2 separate regions of the Gossypium hirsutum genome follow, and region 1 is linked to region 2. Evidence: chromatin contacts called from public Hi-C data. All regions are on one chromosome and are shown on one strand. The core of a region is the stretch at or near the end of the contact, and the rest is flanking DNA. Distances in the headings are between cores, read along the strand shown.

Region 1 (3,401 bases), core at 301-2,800, 62 kb after region 2:
TGAGTTGTAATGATTTTGAAATCTCTTACGTAAAGTTTTTAGTTGGAATCTCTTAAAAAAAAAATTCAATTTTTTAGGTTTCATTCAACTTCAGATTTAATTAGAACTTAACGACACCATTCGATATTACAAGCCTCTAAGGAAAAAAAAAATGAATCCTTTAGTATTAGTAGCTGAAACTAGACTGGTTGGATTGGAAATCAAATAGTATAACAATTCAAACAAATAATTGAACCTATTTTGCATTGGCTCTTGAGCAAATCATTTGAAATTAATTGAACTGAATTAAAAAAAAAAGTTGGTTTAACTAATTTTTTTATTTTTATAAAATTTTAATAATTTATTTAATTAGAATTGAACCGACAAAATAAATTGATAAAACCGGGTAAGAATGATACGCTCTAAAAACATTTTGGTTTGAATGTCTTTAACTAAAAACATGGAGGTGCTTTTTTATCAAATATCTATCGCTTATTCAAAATAAAATAGTTTAAGGGTGGATTTAGATGGGCGGTGTGTTTACCTGTGATTACTGTAAAAGTAGCGGTAGCGTGAAATTAGATATTATAACGATACTATAGCATGAGACAAAAAGTAAACTAAGCGCACTGCACTAGAGGTAAACGTCTATCCAAACCCACACTGAATTAATAAATAAACAAAATAAAGTTACTTTTTTCCGTTAAAAAATAAGATTATGAATTTGTTTTTATATTAGTAGTGAAATTTTTAATTTTATAGAAGTTAATTCATTTATTTTAATTTATCTTAATTTTTTATAATATTATTAGTTAATAAAATTATTAATTATTTCAATTAAAATAATAATATGAATTAACACACCTTCCAACATAAAAATATCCATGTTATTATGTTATCATGATGAGTTAAAATAAGTGTTTGTAAATGAAAATTCATGTCAATATTTTATTCGAATGTTAATTATTTGGACTAACTAATGAAATTATAAAAATAAAAACGGACCAAAATCATATAAAATTAAAAGTATAAAGATTATATCTCAAATTTGAGTGTCGTAGAAAGATAAAAACTAGAATTTAACCTTTAAAAGATTAATAAATCTATTAATTTAGTTTACAAATTTATTTTCTGAAGTTACAAATGCAATCGCAATGAATATATACAAATAACCATAATAAGAATCAACTATTACAAAATACGATTAACCCGATAATCAAAATATATCTAAATTTAAAATAAAATGTTATTTAGAGAGCTAGGGGTAGATAAGAAGGTTATCTTGGCCCTAATATGGTAAATATTCCTTTTTAACTCTTTAGAAATTTATGAAATTACAAATTAATGTGATGATAAAATTGCATTTTAACTTTCAAATATTTATGATTCATTTTTACATCCGTCCTTAATTGCATAAAGTGAAAATCAAAGTTAAAATTTTTAAAATTTTCCAACGTAGGGCAAAAGCAATGGCTATCTCAATCCTCCTAACGCAAAACAAGTGGCGCGTGAGCTTTGTATGTTCTCACGTTAGGATGCTTTATTTGTTTTGACAATTGACCTGTATGGGTATTTGCGTAATTTCAACCAACCGTTGTAACGTTTAATTGCAAATATAAATGCTAGTCTCAACACTTGCAATAAAACGGTTCTTACGTAATGGAACAGCCACCGTATACGGAGGATGACTTAAACGCCTCCACCGCCTCACTGGAATCGGCCATGAAACACGACACAAAAGGAGGCGGCGGAACTCGGCATCCAGTATACCGTGGCGTTCGTAAACGACGGTGGGGCAAATGGGTGTCGGAGATTAGAGAGCCCCGCAAGAAGTCACGCATTTGGTTAGGCTCATTCCCGGTGCCGGAAATGGCCGCTAAAGCTTACGACGTAGCGGCGTTTTGTTTGAGAGGACGTAAAGCTCAGCTGAACTTCCCCGACGAAGTAGACGATTTACCCATACCGTTGACGTCCACTGCTCGTGACATCCAAGCCGCCGCCTCGAAAGCGGCACATTTAGTAGTATCTTCGTCGAAGAAAATTCCAGAATCATCCGAAGACGGTAGTGATGATTTCTGGGGTGAAATAGAATTGCCGGAATTGATGAATAACGGCGGTTGTCAATGGAATTCTTGTGGATGGACTTTCGCCGGCGATTTATCGTGGCTTGACGGAGAAACCCAAACACAACAACACTTCCTAGCATGTCTTTGATGTGTAGGGATCCCACTTTGTGTAGTAAAAAACAAAAAAAACCGCCATTAATGTTTCAACAACCTCGTGTTCTTTGCTGTTTATGTACTTATTACAAAGCATTATACCATATATATGCTTTTAAGTTTTGTGGTTCTTATGGTACGTCGATTTAGCAAAGGTAAGCTTATCAATTAATTCATCCTTCTCTCTCTCTTTTTTTTTTTTCTCACATTTTCTGGTAACTTTGTTTATGTTTGAAGATTAATTATTTTTAAGAATTCATATCTTTGCTTTTTCGGATTTTAAAATTTAATTTCAATTATGAACATTTTTAAAATTGTTTTTTTTTAATTCATATTCTCTGTTTTTTTTAGATTTTAAAATTTCAATTATTATCAATGCTAAAATTATTTTGTTAAATTCATATTCATTACCACATTTTTTTTAGTGAGTGCTTTTTTATTTCAACTTGTCACACCAACAACAAATTTAACAGAAAATTATCAGTTTTAACAATTAGACCTAGATTTTGAAATTTAAAAAAGTAGAAAGATCAAATTCTTGAAAATAAAAATATAAGGACTAAATTTAAATTTAGAAAGAGTACAAAGACTTATGGCATATTTAATTTTTTTAATTCTAATAAGATTAGTGAAGTATTTGACATGTGTTATTTTTAAAATTTTTTGTACTTTATTTTTAGGATTTTCATATTTTAAAATTCAAGTCTAATTGCTAACATTATTAACTTTTTTTGTTAAACTTATTGATGCAATATTTTGAAATATGAAAAATACTCATTTAATAGGTCATGTAATTAAAAAAATAACGTTGTAATAAACTTGAATTTAACAAAATGACATTAACAGTATTAACAAATTGACTATAATTTTAAAATTTAAAAAGCAAAAGGACTAAATTTCTATAAGTAAAATATAAAGATTAAATTCCCAATGTAGGAAAAAATACAAAAACTTATGGTATTGTTCTTTAACACAAATGAAGTCTCTTGCATTTATGTATTAAATAATTATTTTTATTTTTTTTAATTCTTAAATTTCAATTTGATGAAGTGTAGGAGTGAAGTAGAAAAAATGCTTAAAAAGAACATAAAATAATAATAAATTTTTGAGTACTCAAAATATAATTTTATTATATATAATATATATATATATTGGTCAAGACCTCTGCTCACCCATTTTCGACCCTAATTAAGTGTTAAAAGG
Region 2 (3,895 bases), core at 114-2,613:
GAAGATGCCATACTCCGTAAGTTAGGAGCACAACTTCCTCAAATCCCAAAAATAACGAACATTGCCTCGGTTCTAAATGTTTTCCATACGTTAGATAAAATGAATGTGACTTTTAAAACGATATTCATTTAGTTTATTTGAGCGTAGTGTAAAAATGGATAAATATATTTTAACAAGATGACATGGCGATTGGCAAAATGAAGTAACATAGTTGCGAGTAAAAATGATGATATTAACATGATAGATGAATAAATAAAATAAAATAAAATAAAAAAATGCTATGCTAGTGAGTAATAATAATGCAAATATAATGGAAGTAACAACACCAATTTATGGTAATAACAGCAATATTGTGTCATGATTACTACCATAATATTAATATGAATGATGATAATAATAATAATAATAATAATAATAATAATAATAATAATAATAATAATAATAATAAAAGGGATAAAATAAAAAGGCATATTAATAATAAAAATAACAAGGATTTTGAATGTTAAAATAAAAGATATAGTAAATAAAGAGGCAACATTAAATAAATGAGGGATTAAATTGAAATTTAAATCACATTTAAGGTATGTATTGCAAAAAAAGAAATAAATAAGTGGGTAAATAAATAAAAAAGGAAATAAAAGGCTAAATCGAAAATATAACAAAATTTAAAGTCTAAATCATAAAGAAAAGGACATAAAAGGATTAAATTAAAATAGGATATAATATATAAGGGCTCAAAAGGTAATTATCTCACCCAAATTTACACATGTCCTTCCCTTAATGGGTCCATAGTGGTCGAGGGATTAAATTGCACAAAAACAAAATAAAATAGCAAAAATAAAAGAAAAAAATAAGTAGTAGGACAAAATTAAAAAATAACAAAAAAAGTGGAAAGGTCAAAGCAATAATTAGCCCTCCCCTTTAAAAACGCGTGGATCTTAAGGGAGTCCGAGTCGGGTCATTGGGTCATACTTCAAAACAACGCCATTTTGGGGCTTCTGAAGCCAGGCCAAAATGAATTCGTACCAAGACCCTATATAAGTCAAAATTTTCAGAAAAAATCACTTCTTCTCCGTTTAAAAGAAAAAATCTCTCCTTTCTCCTTTTTTTCTTTGAATGCAACCCAGGGTCAGGCCATAGGGCCGTCGGAAGCCCGTAGTGGCCACCAGTACGTTTATAGAAGAAATGCAGGTGTGTTTACAATTTAATCTATGTATTTTCATGTCAAAATTTAACTGAAATTTAATACTTAAATTGATGAGTATGTTTATAGAAGAAGTTGATTGATGGAATACCGCCACTTAAAAATATTTGAATGATGAAAGAGGGATTTCCACGGCTTCTCCTTTCTCAATTGTTGGCCAATCAAGATTTGCCACATGGCCACATTCTCGACCATCCACTTCCATAAGAGGAGATGTGTTTTAATTATGCCTAATGGCATATTTGAAATGAAAAATTAATACCTAAATTGGTGACTGTGCTATTAGAATGACTTAATTAATACAAAACTGATACTTTAAAGACTATTTTAAAGATTGGGATCAGTGTATACTCTAAACTGTAGTTTGGGAACATTTTACTGAACTTACCCATTTGAAACTTGATTTGATGATGAACAGGGGATTTTCATGGCTTCTCCTTTTCCAGCCACGTGGCAATGTTCTTAGTTTTCCTTTAAAATAAGGCACGTGATTGAAGGAACTTGCAAGTTGATAGAGTGACGTGCAGATCCTTGTCTTCCACGTGTTCCAGACAACAACGTGACAGATAAAGCCATAGCAACGTGTACTCGATAATAACTCCACCCTCTGAATAAATTAATATTTATTTTCAATTAAATAGATCAAATTTTTAATTTTCAAGTTCAGATTATGACAATAGAATAGATTTATATTTATTTTAATCTCGATCGAATTTTATTTATACACATTATTTGATAATTTTGTTCATAACTTCGATTTAAACTTATAAGTAACTTTCTCAATTCTATTTTAATTCGTCTTAAAATTTTAAATAAGGCATCATAATTAAATAAATTTTACAAAACTAAACCAAATGTACATCATAAATCTTATAAAATTAAAAAATTTGTAATAAAATATGTTGTAAATATTCATAAAATTAAAATGTGTTGTAACTTGTTATAAAATTAAGAAATTATAATTAAAAGTAGTTATATAATTGAAAGAGAGTATACATTAATAAATATATAGGGTCAAGACAATGAAATCCATCTAAAGTATAACTTTCTTATCTAAAAGTATCATAGAGGCCTCTCTATTAAAAGTTTGATTGTATTTTGTCATTTTTATTTAATAAATAGTAAAATTAGTTTTTATATGTTAAATCAAAGAGTAAATTAATCTTTTTTGTTAAAAATTTCATCAATTTGTATGGTTAAAAACTGAGTAGCTAATGAAATAATCAAACAGTGATTCGAGATGTGCTACATGTACCTCATGCTGATGTACATAAATCAATTTTTAACAGTAAAAATAGACGAAATTTGATGTTGAGAAAATTGGTCCCTCTAAAAAAATTAGGAGTAAACGTTCAATCGAGTCGAGTGAAATTTTTTTTAGTTAATTGAGTTTACAAGTCCTATTTTATCATCGTAACTCAATTTGAAATATTTTTGAATTGATTCGAGTGAAATGAAATTTGAGTCGAGTCAAATCGATTGATATTATTCGAGTTAATTTAAAAAAATTAAACATATCAAATAAAAATATTGTTACAGTATAACTAATTCCATGTTAAAGTACACAAATTTCAAATCATATATATTTGAAAAAAATTCAAAGCAAAATAGTAATAATAAGATACTTTAGTATGATATGAATCATTAATTAGGTCCCAAAATTATTATTTTAGTTTTTTTTAAATTTTAACTTTTTTATATATATAGTAAATTTTTTATAATTTTTTTAAAATATAAAATATAAAATTTTTATAAATATTTTGAATCTTAAAAAATATTTTAAATTTTTGAAAATTATTTTGAATTATTTTGTAATTTTTGTTGTGAGAGAGACCAATTTGCTTATTTTTAAAGTTGATAGTGACCAAAATGGTATTTACACAAATCTATTATTCGAATTGTGAAATTAAACCCGACTCAAACTTGAAACTTGAATCAAGTTTGTCGAAACCATTTTTTTTAAATCGACTTTTTGTTTTAAAAACAAAAACGAAAAATGGGAGTTGCTACCAATCTTTTTTACAAGGTGTGATCGGGCCACCTTATGATTGATCGTTTTAATAAAATGTTTTGATTTACTAAAACAACAATTTTGGTCTACGAAATTTGAGAAAACGGGTTCAGGAGTCAGTTACGTACGAAGAAGGATTAACACCCTCGTAACGCCCAAAATTGGTACCTAACTGATTAATTAATGTCTTAACATCGAAAGTTGAAAACTCGAAAAGATTTCAAAATACAATCTTTTTTTTATTAATGTTGATTTAAGAAAATGCTTGAATAAATTGAAACGAGCATTAAAGGCCCTCTAGTCTCGAGATAACAAAATGTCTCATCTCGTAACTTAGGACACGACATTTGGACCCTCGAAAATAAGCTTGCCTTTTAATTGTTTTATTTTAAAAGTTGTATTTTTATTTTTTAAAGGATATTCGATTGTTTAAATCTAACGAGAAAAATCGAAACCCCGTAAGTTAGAGCACGACCCTCTCGAGTTTCTAAACGCAAAATATTGCCTTTATTTTTTATTTAAAATTCATGCATTTTAATTTTAAAAGAATATTTGGCTATTTAGGTTTAACGAGAAAATCGAAACCCCAAAGATTAGGGTACGATTTTTCGAATCTCCGAAATGCGAAATATTGCGTATTTTTAAAATTTCTTTTTATGAATTTGGGTAAAAAAAACTAA

Evidence for each region. A called contact is a pair of places that touch in the nucleus more often than the background predicts.
Region 1: a contact with region 2 is called in a Hi-C map of leaf, with 4 times the contacts expected there. The contact joins the promoter of LOC107948168 here to the enhancer-like site in region 2. A contact is called at or near these places in 5 of 34 Hi-C or Micro-C datasets (cotyledon, leaf and stem).

Annotation. Positions count from the first base shown.
Region 1 is chrA12:81,608,392-81,611,792 of Gossypium_hirsutum_v2.1, forward strand. LOC107948168 (ethylene-responsive transcription factor ERF023) reads left to right here and starts at 1,551. Exons shown (of 1, transcript XM_016882638.2): 1 at 1,551-2,374. The coding sequence starts at 1,639. The coding sequence ends at 2,193.
Region 2 is chrA12:81,546,913-81,550,807 of Gossypium_hirsutum_v2.1, forward strand. No RefSeq gene overlaps it. Among protein-coding and RNA genes, the nearest start is that of LOC107948169, 4.4 kb to the left of the region's middle. Within about 2 kb of position 1,364, at least 3 of the 9 cell types and tissues checked have an H3K27ac peak or open chromatin away from gene starts, as enhancers often do. A contact at or near this core is called in leaf, where this site is marked.